Regions from separate parts of the Mus musculus genome. Here region 1 is linked to region 2. A link is a contact called in public promoter capture Hi-C data. All regions are on one chromosome and are shown on one strand. Each heading gives the region's core, a stretch centred on a gene start, on an enhancer-like site or on the middle of the called end of the contact. The rest is flanking DNA. Distances are from core to core; before and after follow the strand shown.

Region 1 (5,991 bases), core at 3,479-5,978, 73 kb before region 2:
CCTTCGATGGGTCTGTTCTAAGACTGCCTAAGGATGGGTGTGAGTCGTAGAGTTCTGAACTTTGACGAGCCCCTGTGGCAGGCTGGACCACAGCCCTCAGAGACACCTAGACCACAGTCTCAGGGACCTGTGAATAGTCTCTTATATGCAAAGAGATTTTTGCAGAGATGAATAAGTTGGAGACTCAGAGGTGGAAACAGGAGCCTGCCTTATCAGGAAACTTGAAGGTAAGCAAAGTGTCTCTTTGAGGTAAAAGGGAAGACTTGCCAGGTGGGTGGAGCCTCCAGGCATCACTTTGAAATTCTAAAAACAGAGCCACTGTATCTATGGGTCAAGGACTGAAAGTGACCACCAGAAACTACTACTACTACTACTACTACTACTACTACTATTATTATTATTATTATTATTATCATTATCATTATTTTAAAAGGTAAGAGCAGACTCTACCCTGGAGCCACAGGGAGAGCTAGGCATAGAGGCAGGCAGCTGGGCAGCCTGACCTCAGCCCGGTATCTTAGCCTGCTCTCTCTGGCTGTATATCCACACTGCATCTCTAGAAAGGAAACAGACCTCTCTTGATCTGTAACTCTGGAGTATGAATGTCTGTGAGTCGGAGGGAGCATGTGACATGGGCCACACACTGTAGCATGCCACTTTTAAACCAGACACGAGGCAGAAGAAGTGTGTGCCCGCAGAAGAGACAGACTCAAGGGCTGTGCATGTACACACACACACACACACACACACACACACACACACACACACACTCCCGAGAACTGACCCACTTCCACAAGAAATACAAGTCCTAGTTTGGTCCTCAGTTACTACAAGAAAAGACTGACCACCCCCAGCCATAACATTATTTTGTTGTTACTTCATAACTGTAATTTTGCTACTGTTATGAATCATGATGTAAATATCTGTGTTTTCCCATGGTCTTAGGCAACCTCTGTGAAAGGGTCATTTGAGCTCCTCCCCCAAGGGGTGGCAACAGGTGGGTTGAGAACCACTGGTCTAATAGTTTATTCTTTTGTGAAGTTGCCTCTCTTTTTCTTGTTATAGAAGATGTGATAATTAATACCTCGATGTAGAAATCTTTGCTCATGCACATACGTATATGTGTGTAGGCGTTCACATATGTGTGTGTGCGTGTGTGTGTGCGCGCGCACATTTACATATTGAGGTCAGAGGTTGCTACCAGATTTCTTCTTCAGTTATTTCACCATCTTTTTTTTTCTTTTTGACAGAGTCTCTCACTGGAGCTTATGAATTTGACCATCCAGTGAGCTTCAGGGCTTTGCCTGACTGACTCCCCTCCCCAGCTCTGAAATTACAGATGTGGGTCTCTGTGCTCTGCTTTTTATGCGGGTGTTATGGATACAAACTCAAGTCTGTAGGCGCGCACAGAAATCACTTGGATGGCTGCACCATCTTCCTATCTCCTTGCCACATAAGTTTTTTTCTACATTCCTGGCTTGTTTTCTTAGGGCCAGTTCCTAATGGGGAAATTACAGGAACATAGCTTACCCACTCGCCCCAAATAGCAGTGCCACACTGAAACACTTTAAAATCAGTCTGTTGTCTGGAGAGGAGCCTGGGGCTCCCTGAACATGGATGCACACCACTCTGAAGCTAAATTGATCCTCTAGACTGCCACTTCAGCAGAGGCCTCCAGCCAGCCAGCAGGAGACCCGGGGACTGGGATAGACCACTTGCTAGCTCTGTTACTTATCCTCTGGGAACCTAGACAGGTTTGCAACAGGGCAGGATGGGTGGTGACTTCAAAGCTTTCTTCTACCAAGAAAATTGTAGCAGCTCCTCTTGGAGGCTGGCACCTCCAGGAGAAGCCAGAGAAATCATGGACAACCCGTGCCAGATGATGGCATGCTGATTCAGTCAGCCATGTTTGCAAATTCAGCCATCATCCAAAGCGTGTTCCCGCCCTCCTCTCTGTGTAAGCCTGACATTCATTGTGTCTGCATGTTTGTTAAGGCATGTGCAAGCCTTCACCTCGGTGCATAGACTCTGGGAGGTACGGGTCTAATGTAGCAGATGCCACTCCATTCATGCATAGTCAGGGGAAACAAGAGGTGGTCCCTGGCTTGTGATTTGGCAGGGTCAAGCTACAATGTTGCCACCACCACATCAGAGGTGTGAGCCCTGTCTGCGGTACACAGCGACTCTCCTCCCATCAAGGCAACACTTCTAAGCAAGACATTGAAACTATTCCAGACCGCTCCCTCGCCACAGCACTCTTGGAAAATGGATGCTTGCTCATTCAATCTTCTGTTCGTTCGTTCATTCGTTCGTTCGTTCATTCATTCATTCATTCATTCATTCTTTCATTCAGTAAGTCAGTCAACAAACATCTGCCAGGAAGCCATACTGGAGCCTTTGTGGAGCCTGCTAGAAGATGACCACAATGAAAGTCACAAAAATCCAAGCTCTGTCTTAAAGAGGCTGTGAGATGGGGGGCAGTGGGGCTCACTTTTCATTCCAGACCACTGTCCCTCTCCTGTGTGTGTCTGTGGTGCCTGGGAGAGACCATTAATACTTAACCTAGGACCGTTATAAACAATGGAAAGAGCTACATGAGAATGTGTGGTGCAGAACCTGGTCCAGAAGAGATGAGACGCCTCTATCCCATCATCACCCTGACCTAGAAAGAAACACAGCTCAACAGGCCATTGACACAGGAGGCATCTCGGGCTAGCAGCGGCTTTTTACAGAGTTCTGTGGGAGAGGCAGGGGAAAACCAACGGTCCAAGTTTCCGCAGATGCACGAATGGAACTGTGGGAAGGGTGTAGGAGGACAGGTGAAGGTTCACAAGCCCCCATTTGCAGCCAAAGGCTTAGCTCGGTCTGCAGGGATCTGGAGGATGGGCGTTTAGTTAAACACATGTGCCAACAGCCTGCAGCGTGCGCCCAGGCTGGGGAACAGGGCCAGCGGGAGGGATGTGTGTGTTCAGTGCACAAGGAGGAACCGTGCTTGTGAGAGGAAGTGAAAGCTGTTTCCTTCGGATTAGGACAAGATGAGATCTACTTCTCCCCAAATCTAGACATCCGGGCCAAGTCGGGCCTGGGGAAGGATTTCTGCATTTGGAAGACAATCTGGTTCGATGGGGCCAGGCTTCTGTTTGCTCTGCCTCAGTTTGTCTCCTCTGTGCAATTTGCTAAGCTCCCGAGGCCAGGAAGACTCAGAAATCTAGGAAGATCTACCCTACTCTAGTTAGCACTGAGTATCAGCGAGTGGGGCTTCAAGGGTGTGTGAGCCTTGAAGGACGCACACTGTGGCAACGCTTGGATGTCCAACCCCTAGCAACCGCTGACACATCTGGTCATGACTGTTACTGATTAATGCTATCGGTGAGGGGCTGGTTGGTGCCTCTCTAACTCCATGCTTCTTTGAACCCCCCACCCCCACCCCAATTCTCACCTTGAGTCTTTCCATGCCATTATACAAAGTCAGAGCTTCTCCTGAACTTCTGATTGGCCAACAGTCCTCTTTTCTCGAGGCTCAGTGTGATGTTTGCTTTCATTGAGGGCAGGAGTAATCACGGAGTTCAGATCAGATAAAAATGATCTAGGTGTTTCCTCTGTTGTAGGGGCCACCCTTGGGGTGTCACCTCCCCTTTCACTGATGTTCACCCAACACAAGAAGCAGCAGTGTGAAGTAACTGTCTCAGAAGGCACAGAGAGGGCAGGTGACTTGCCTGAAGACACAAGATCGGGAGTAGCAGGGGCGACTGAGTCTTTCATTATTTCACATCTGAGGAGAGGTAGGCCCCCTTCAGGGGTCAGGTTGCCTTAGAAAAACCTACATAGGAATAGCACACCCCTCTACACTCAGGCCTCCCGGTTGCAAACAGAAAGACACCTGTATCCCAGCAGGAGATACACAGCATCGCAGACCAACAGTACTATCTGCCCTCACATTCTCTCAGTGTTGAAGGGTCTCCTGCCACCCCTTTCCAGTCTGGGGTCCTCTCCCGCCTCCTGCTATAAGCCCATTTAGACTGAGCATACCTTCTGCCCTGACACCCGCTCTGTTTAGGCCACATGGAATCATACCTTCTTCTCTCTGAGCCTGGCCATGTCGGGTCCCAGCCCCCACCCGTATTTAAGGAGCTGGTCTGTGCTGATCTTTGAGCTCCAGGTCTCAGATGAGTTCACCCCCAGGATAGTTGAACAGAGGTTTACTCTGTTCTGTCGTCAATTGGGACAAGTCCTTGTTCTCTCCGGGTGCTTCTGCACCACGGAATGCAGGGAATTCAGGAACAACTCTTTGTCTTTTTAAGGGCTTCTTCCGATAAGATCACCTTGCTCCACGGAGAAACCCTAAGAGGTAGGGTTCTTGCTTCCTTGGGCCCATACTTCTTTCTTTGTCTCCCAATGAGAAAACGGACCAGAGATGTGATGCTTGTCCTAGATACACAGCTAGGCGGTTGGCAAGAACGGGCTGGGACCACACAAAACCACAGCCCCTTCAGGAGCCAAGGACAGATGAGATGCTTCCCAGGCTCAGGTTGCTTCTCTTCCGTGGCCAGTCACCTGCGCCCCCGAGGGGTGTGGCCTGGGCCGGGGGGCGTGTCCTCCCGCCGTACAGTTCATCCCCCCCCCCCCCCCCCCCCACGACTGCCTGCAGCCTCGCAGCCAGCTGCCCTCCGCCTCTGCAGATTCCAAGCTTCTCTGCGAACTGGCGAACTGGCACCTAATCATGGCCATCTGCGCGCAGAGCGAGTCTTGGCTACCTCGTGATGCCTCTCCACTTGCAAGTTTTCAAAGTGACGCCGGGTTCTCGGTGCTTGCAAAAATGTCAGCTTCTGACACATCCAATCGAAACTGAAAATAGGGAAAGGTTTCGGGTAAACTGAGAGGCGCTGGGTTGGTTTTCCTCTTGGCTGAAGGGAGGTGGCTTCTCTTCTAGTCTTCTCTAAAATGCAAAGGGCTCTCTCTCTCTGTCTCCTCTCTTGGCATCTGAACAGGGATTTCCATCTTCGCCCGGGTTGTTCTCCAGGGTCCCCAATTGCTCATCGGGCTGTGGCTGATGTTGTGATGATGTGGTCCACTTTCTCCACTAGGTAGTCCCAGTTGTAAGAAGGGACAGATAGGGAGTGACAACCTGTATGGAGCTGACATCTGACCTACTGTGCTCTCTTTCAACCAAAGCAGCCATTTTCCTTTCCTCCACAGAGGTGAGGGAAAGGGGTATGGCAAGAGGGACCACCAGGCACCTGTCAGTGAATGTTGGGGCTGGGATTTGACCCAAATATTCTGTCACCTCCAGCAGATCATGGGTGACATGGGCTCAGGGGTTCTCATAGGAGCCAAGGGAAGAACAAGAGAGGCTGGGAGGGGTTTGGAGCAGGAAGGTTGTCTTAGTTAGGGTTTCTATTCCTGCACAAACATCATGACCAAGAAGCAAGTTGGGGAGGAAAGGGTTTATTCAGCTTACACTTCCACATTGCTGTTCCTCACCAAAGGAAGTCAGGGCAGAAACTCACATAGGGCAGGAACTTGGAGGCAGGAGCTGATGCAGAGGCCATAGAGGGATGTTTCTTACTGGCTTGCTTCCCCTGGCTTGCTCAGCTTGCTTTCTTATAGAACCCAGGACTACCAGCCCAGGGATGACACCACCCACAATGGCCCTTCTCACCCTTGATCACTAATTGAGAAAATGCCTTATAGCTGGATCTCATAGAGGCATTTCCTCAAGGGAGGCTCCTTTCTCTGTGATAACTCCAGCGTGTGTCAAGTTGACACACAACAGCAGCCAGTACCAAGGATCATGGGCCAAGTTGCTTCGGGAGACTGTGTGGTTGTGTTAGGTGTTTGTGGAGACCCAGGGTGCAGGCACACAGATCTGGGTGCTCACTTTCGAGGGAGATGCATCCCAAACAAGGGACAAAGGCTTGGTTAGTTAAAGTCAGCAACCATGGCCAGCCTGAACACAGACAGACCCGCCCCTGTTCTGCTCTGGCCCTCTCT
Region 2 (6,168 bases), core at 882-3,381:
GACAACATTTAGTTGGGGCTGACTTACAGGTTCAGAGGTTCAGTCCATTATCATTAAGGCGGGAACATGGCAGCATCCAGGCAGGCATGGTGCAGCAGGAGCTGAGAGTTCGCCATCTTCACCTGAAGGCTGCTAGCAGAAGACTGGCTTCCAGGCAACTAGGATGAGTGTCTCCAAGGCCACACCTACTCTAACAAAGCCACACCCTCTAATAGTGCCACTCCCTGGGCCAAACATATACAAACCATCATATTGGGAATCATAGTGGAAACACAGCACTATTCTTGACCTGGCCTACTTGTGACTGGTGCTGGCGTGTAAAGGACAGAAGGAAGGCAGAGGAAGGAGGATCACTTTATCCAAGGGTCCTGCCCTCTCCCTCTATTATTTACCTTGGGAAACCGGTGCTGCACCAACTGCGTTCAGCCACCTCTCAAGTCGCTCACACCCTGTGCCGCTGTGCGCCTCTTCCCATAGTTCTCAGGCTAGAGCCTGCGCCTACCTGCATTCTAAGCACAGGCCAAGCCCTGAAGCCTCTGGGCCCCTGCTGCCTGTATTCTCTGCTCCCCTCATACTTCCAATCCTATGCGTCCAACCTTCTTACACAGAGATTATTAAATATAACCCCCATCTGCAGGAAATATGCAGAAACTGTTTTTGTTTGGAAACTAAAATACATAAAACTGAGTCATCAGACAGCTCTCTGCTTCAGCGAGCACTCCATGCTCAGGCCAGTAGGCCTGAAATAGCTCAGGAAAGCCTTTTCCCCGCCGGCATTCTGCCGACCGGGCACTTTTGAGCAGAGTTCCGGCCTGGCTGTATGAAGCTAGGACCCTCTTCCTCAGAACCAGGCTCTGGGGCAGAAGAGGCCAAGGACCCCTATTCGGGCCCATGGGAACCTGAGGGCATGATGGTGAGCGGCAGCCCAGTCACCAACCTGCTTCTGTCTTTATCCGTGTTGCAACCGCAACCCTCCAGGAGCCCTGGTAGCTGGATGAAGATGGATCTGAGGATGTCAGAGGATGCCCCAGGGAGGGGATCCACCCTGTGTGTGTGTACCTGTGTCACACTTGTGTGACATGCCTGCTAAGTCAGTCCAGGAGGTGATATGGCTGCTAAGTGTGTCCCAACCAAGATCAGCAGCCCAAGAAAACCCAGACTTCCTGGATTCACTGCCTATCATCTCTGACAAGCCCACCAATGAGGGGACTCCACCTTCCACAGCCCTATGCTCCGGCTGGGGATGGGAAAGGACATCAAGGTCCTTAGGTAACTAGGACAAATGTGGGGAGAGATGGAGGCCTCTGGGCACTTGCACATGCACGCACACACATGCACGCACACACACACACACACACACACACACACACACACACACACACACACGTCTTCTCTTGATGTACCCAGTCTGGGGAGCTCATGTAGACCCCATGTCTACACCTCGATTCATAAGGGAAGCTGACCCTAAACAGTGCGGAGAGGGCGGGAGCGGGGAACGGAGACTGGTCTCTGGTGCTCTCTGAAGCCCGGCTGGAGGTGTGTTCTGCGCGCGACAGTACATAAACTCTTGGCAAAGTTGGCTTTCCGTGGTTTGCTAAACTCCGGAACACAGATGTCCCATTTGTGTTTCATTAGCGCCTCGGCCGCTCTGCGGCTCTCGACCTCTGCACCAGGCAATAATGGCCTGGCGCGGGCCCATCCGCACCAGCTGGCCGGGGACCTGCTCTGCCGACCAGGGCTGTGTCTGCTGTCAGCCCTTTCCAGGCGACTGGATGGCTCCTCAGCACCAGAATGTCTCAGCGGGCCTGTGTGAGCATGGGGGCCCTTCACAAGTTTTGGAGGGGGTTCTGTTTAGGTCGGGGTGGGGGTGCTGGGCGGAGGGGGTGCTATGTGATTCTGGCAGATGGGCTGAGTGAGCATGAGGGGGTCTTTGTTAGCCTGGGAGTGGACGGTCGCTAAGAAATACCTTCAGAAGAAGAAGCATTCAAAGCCCAGTTACCCTGGGGAAGGCTAAGAGAAAAAGGGGGAAGGATGGAGGAGAAAGAAGAGTCCTCGGTAGAAAGGAGGGCAGGAGACATGCAGTGGGAGGAGAGAGGGGGAGGAACTAGGGGGAAGACAGAAGGGAAGACTGTGGGGGCGGACAGTTGGCACTCAGAGGTTGAAGCAGCCTGGGAGCTGGCCTCACCAGGAGCTGGGCATACGCACTTGGACCTGGCAGACCACAGCCTGGAGCAAATGACCAGGCAGCCTCTGAGTCCCACAGCAGAGGCCACATAGAGAGCTTCTAGGAGATGGACTTGAATTTGCAAGGGCCTGGGCACAGGCGCTGTGTTTCTGGAACCCTTCCTCTACCCTCCGACCTTCCTGGATCTGTGTTCTCGGAGAGGGCTTCAGAAGGGGCACAAACACAAAGACCCTGCCTGGGCCCAGAGTTGGCAGGTGACCACCTAACCCGCAGATCAATGAAGTCCTGCAGGAAGCTGGCACCTCCCAGGCTCCCCACCTCGAAGCCAGGGCCTCTTGAGAGGCCCAAAGCAGGACTGGCTGATGATAGTTTTGTAAGACGATGCTCCAGGTTGTCTGTGCTCCAAGGATCCACATTCCCCCGTCCTATTCATCGGCATTGAAGCTCGAGATGGATCGGTTGCGACTAGGAGGAGCCTTGCCATAGTGAGATTCAAGACGACATGTTCCAGTCAAAAAGGGACCGTGTTGGGGATGGAGGGCCCACAAAGAGAGGGCTGTAAATGGGAAGGCGGGAAGACCATTTTTATTGCTACCGTTTATACTGTTCACACAATGGGAAAGCAGTCTCAATCCACAGCGAGACAGAGACAGAGAAGGTTCCAGTCCACAAGTGAAGTATGTGCAATTCACACTCTGGGCCACGGGCTTCTTAGGCAATCAGCCTGCTCAGGATAGACACCAATGGGTCCAGGAGGTGGAACCTGGAACTGACCATACAAGTACCCTCCACTATGGGCCAGTACAGGCACCCACCACCACGGACCAGTTTGCAACCTTTTCTACTCTGTCCTGGTGCAAAATGATTCTGGCCCCTGCAGGAGAAAGAAAGCTTGCTTGTAGCTTTGAGTTTGGATATTGCCTGATGCTCTGACCCCAAGACCACTCACCCCCAGCCCCACGATCCACAGGAAGAGTGACCCACACTCTTCCTGTCCTGTCTTCAGTATCCTTGGCTGGCTGTGGTCCACGTATCTCCAGGATGCTTACTGTGGGGACACCACCCCAGGGTATGTGGCGCAGCAGCTGTCCAAGGGTCTGGCTGAACTGTGTTGGACATTCCCAAGTGTGGGTATGAACACGCTGCTCACTGCTTGCTTGCAACATGTGAAGTGTTTACAGATGTCCCTTTAGTTCATTTTTAGCTGTTGGGGTGGTTTCATAGAAGTGTATTGATACCAACAAACCATCTGCGTGTGTAACCTCGTGGGCTTTCTGTTATAGTTAGTATTAATTTGTCAACTTGACAGAATTTAGGATCACCTGGCAGACAGGCCTCTAGGCAAACCTGGGGGTAATTACCTTGGGGGTATTGAGGATGAGGCTGACCACTGTGGGCGGTGCCATTCCCTGGGCTGTGTGGGGAAAGGGGAGCACAATACCAGCAGGCATTCATCCTTCCCTGTTCCTGGCTGTGGCTCTTTCAAGTTCCTGCTCCTTTGACTTCCTGGCTGTGACAGACGGACGGCATCCTTGAACTGTGAGCCAGGATAAACCCCTCCTCCCTCAGGTCGTTTTTTGTTGGATTCTTTATCGCAGAAGCAGGGAAAGAAACTAGGACACCTTCATCTTGCACTTTCTTTAACCATCATTTTTTTTTAAAAAAGAGATTTATCATGTGTGTGTGTGTGTGTTTGTGTGTGTGTATGTGTGCGTGTGTTGGAGTGTGCCCATGTGTGTGCAGAGGTCAGAAGAGGCCACCAGAGCCCCTGGAATTGGAGGTACAGGCAGTTGGGAGAAGTCCAATATGGGTGCTGGGAACTTGAACTCAGGTTCTCTACCAGAGTGTATGTCTCCTTTCAGTAAACTTTCCACGATAACAGTCACAGGACAACAGTCACACGACAACAGTCACATATCATGTGTCCTTAGGATGTCCCACTGCTGCACCTGGGAAAATGCAATCAGAAGAAATGGCTTTCTGGGGAATGTAGGGAATGAGACCCCAGCAGCAGGGGGTTGGGGTGGGGAGGCAAGTAGAAGGGCCCACCTCCAACCTGTGGCTGTGGAGGAGGAGGGGTCAGATGTCACTCTTCCAAAAGAGCTGAGGTGGGCTGCAGGGTGCAGGTAGTTGCCACCCCACCCGCGTGCTGGAAGGACAGAGCTGACATGAGCGGTCCTCTGGCATCCCCGTGAATGACCACACGTACCCTAGTCTGGTCCGCATGCCTGCACACGCTCGCAAAGTAAATAAAACATAAAAGTTGTTTAAGGAAGAAGAAGAAAGGCAGAGGTGCAGCTCCTGAAACAGCATGGCCTGGGTTTTCCTACCTGGCCATGAACTCCAGTGTAACTGTGGTCCAGTTAGCTGGACATGGCCGGCTGGTGCCCTGCAGCCCCTGCTCCCTGTCCCTTCTCTCTTCCTCCTTAGAGATGGGCAGAGTCCAGAGTGTAGAGGACACCTCCAAGTCCTCTCATTGAGTCAGACTAACTCTTCTCACTAATGCTTATAACCGGCGCCTCACCCTCCTGGCTTTGACCTTCATCAGCAAAGACTGACTCCTGAGAAACTGGAGAGATGGCTCAGTAGTTCCCAGCACCCACATCAAGTTGCTCACAACTTTTTATAACTCGGACTCCAGAAGTCGTGCCCTCCTCTGGCCTCCACAGGCACCCCCATATATGTGGCATACGTACACAGACATATACACACAAATAAAAATTAAAATTAAAACAAACCATTCTTGAAGAAGAGACATAGGGAGGGGGTCTCCAGTCCCTAGGCCTATGATTCTCAAGCAGCCCCTGGAAATGGGGTTGTTCAGAAGCCACAAGCCACCCGGCTTCCGGGCGGGCTCCAGAGCTACGCACAGTAAAGGCAGGGATGGGAGGTTGAACCCTTGAACCAGGGACAGCCCTAGGAACAGGTCCAGTGCATCAGAGGCCTTGGCTGTGGAGGATGGGGGCAGTGTTAGTGACCACAGGATCCTGGTTTGGAAGAGCAGTCTGTGACAGGGGCATTCTGGTCAGGATCTGCAGTCCCAACAGAAACCTGACTCCGAGTGTGTCAAAGGAGCTAGATTTGCGGATATGATGGTTGAGGTGACTGTCAGAATCTAGAATCGCCTGGGAGATGGGCCTCTGAGCACGCTGTGGGAGTATTGCATTGATTGCAGTGAGGTGGGAAATTCTGCCCACAGTGGGGGGCACCACTCCCTCATTGAGGTCCTGGACTATACAAATGAAGTAGCAACAGCCATTCTGATCTGCTTCCTGGTGCCTCAACTACCCCACCACAGTGGAGAATATCCTTGAACAGTGAGCCAGAATAAATCCTTTTCCCTCTGAGTTGCTTCTGTCAGCAACAGAAAAAGACACAATCCATAAATGATCGTGTTGAGTGTGGACTGCTTCAGACATGGCTGGATCCAGGAATCAGGGCCCATTTGTCTTAGCTTCACTCTCAAACAGGTTCTCCCTTGTGACAGCGACCATCCCTGTGAGAGGGCGACCGTCACAATAGTTCCCCAAGCCCCACCAAGATTAGCTCCAACTGGGCCAGCTCTGGACCGCTTGCCCGTCTCCATAGTGACTAGGCAGGAGCTGAGACTGAGTGCTGGGACTTGGCCAGCATGTCATTGCACCTTACTGGGTCCAAATGAGCTACCCTTTCAGGAAGGCTCTCAATAAGAAAGTCTGTGTCCTGTTCATACAAAGCTGGGGTGGGGTGGTTATGAGAGGAAGCAGAGCAGGGGGCATGTGGGAGGGGCAAGGGCAGCAGGGAGGAGCCACCTGAGATCCAGCCAATCAGGGTCATCTCCATGCTCCTGGGGCTCTCAGAGAACTCAAGCAGACCCAGGAGCCTCCAGGAGCTCGCTGTTCTAGGGCAGAAGGTGTCCTGCTCACTTCACCTTGGTCTGCTCCAAGCTGCAGCTTAGAGAGGCCACTGCCCACAGCCCAAGAGGGCCTTAGGATGGAGAGGGC

What was found. Promoter capture Hi-C pulls out the DNA fragments that hold promoters and counts their contacts.
Region 1: a promoter capture Hi-C map of hippocampal neurons shows a contact between it and region 2, with 4 times the contacts expected there. The contact joins two enhancer-like sites. A contact is called at or near these places in 2 of 39 promoter capture datasets (hippocampal neurons and stem cell-derived epiblast-like cells), 1 of 15 datasets of contacts at CTCF or cohesin (the NIH/3T3 cell line), 5 of 484 Hi-C or Micro-C datasets (differentiating spermatogonia, embryonic stem cells and nephron progenitors) and 3 of 115 datasets of contacts at active chromatin or transcription factors (embryonic stem cells and forebrain).

What each region holds. Positions count from the first base shown.
Region 1 is chr12:105,934,313-105,940,303 of GRCm38.p6, reverse strand. No RefSeq gene overlaps it. Among named protein-coding and RNA genes, the nearest start is that of Gm32370, 31 kb to the right of the region's middle. Within about 2 kb of position 4,728, at least 21 of the 459 cell types and tissues checked have an H3K27ac peak or open chromatin away from gene starts, as enhancers often do. A contact at or near this core is called in hippocampal neurons, where this site is marked.
Region 2 is chr12:105,858,239-105,864,406 of GRCm38.p6, reverse strand. No RefSeq gene overlaps it. Among named protein-coding and RNA genes, the nearest start is that of Gm19554, 38 kb to the left of the region's middle. Within about 2 kb of position 2,131, at least 24 of the 459 cell types and tissues checked have an H3K27ac peak or open chromatin away from gene starts, as enhancers often do. A contact at or near this core is called in hippocampal neurons, where this site is marked.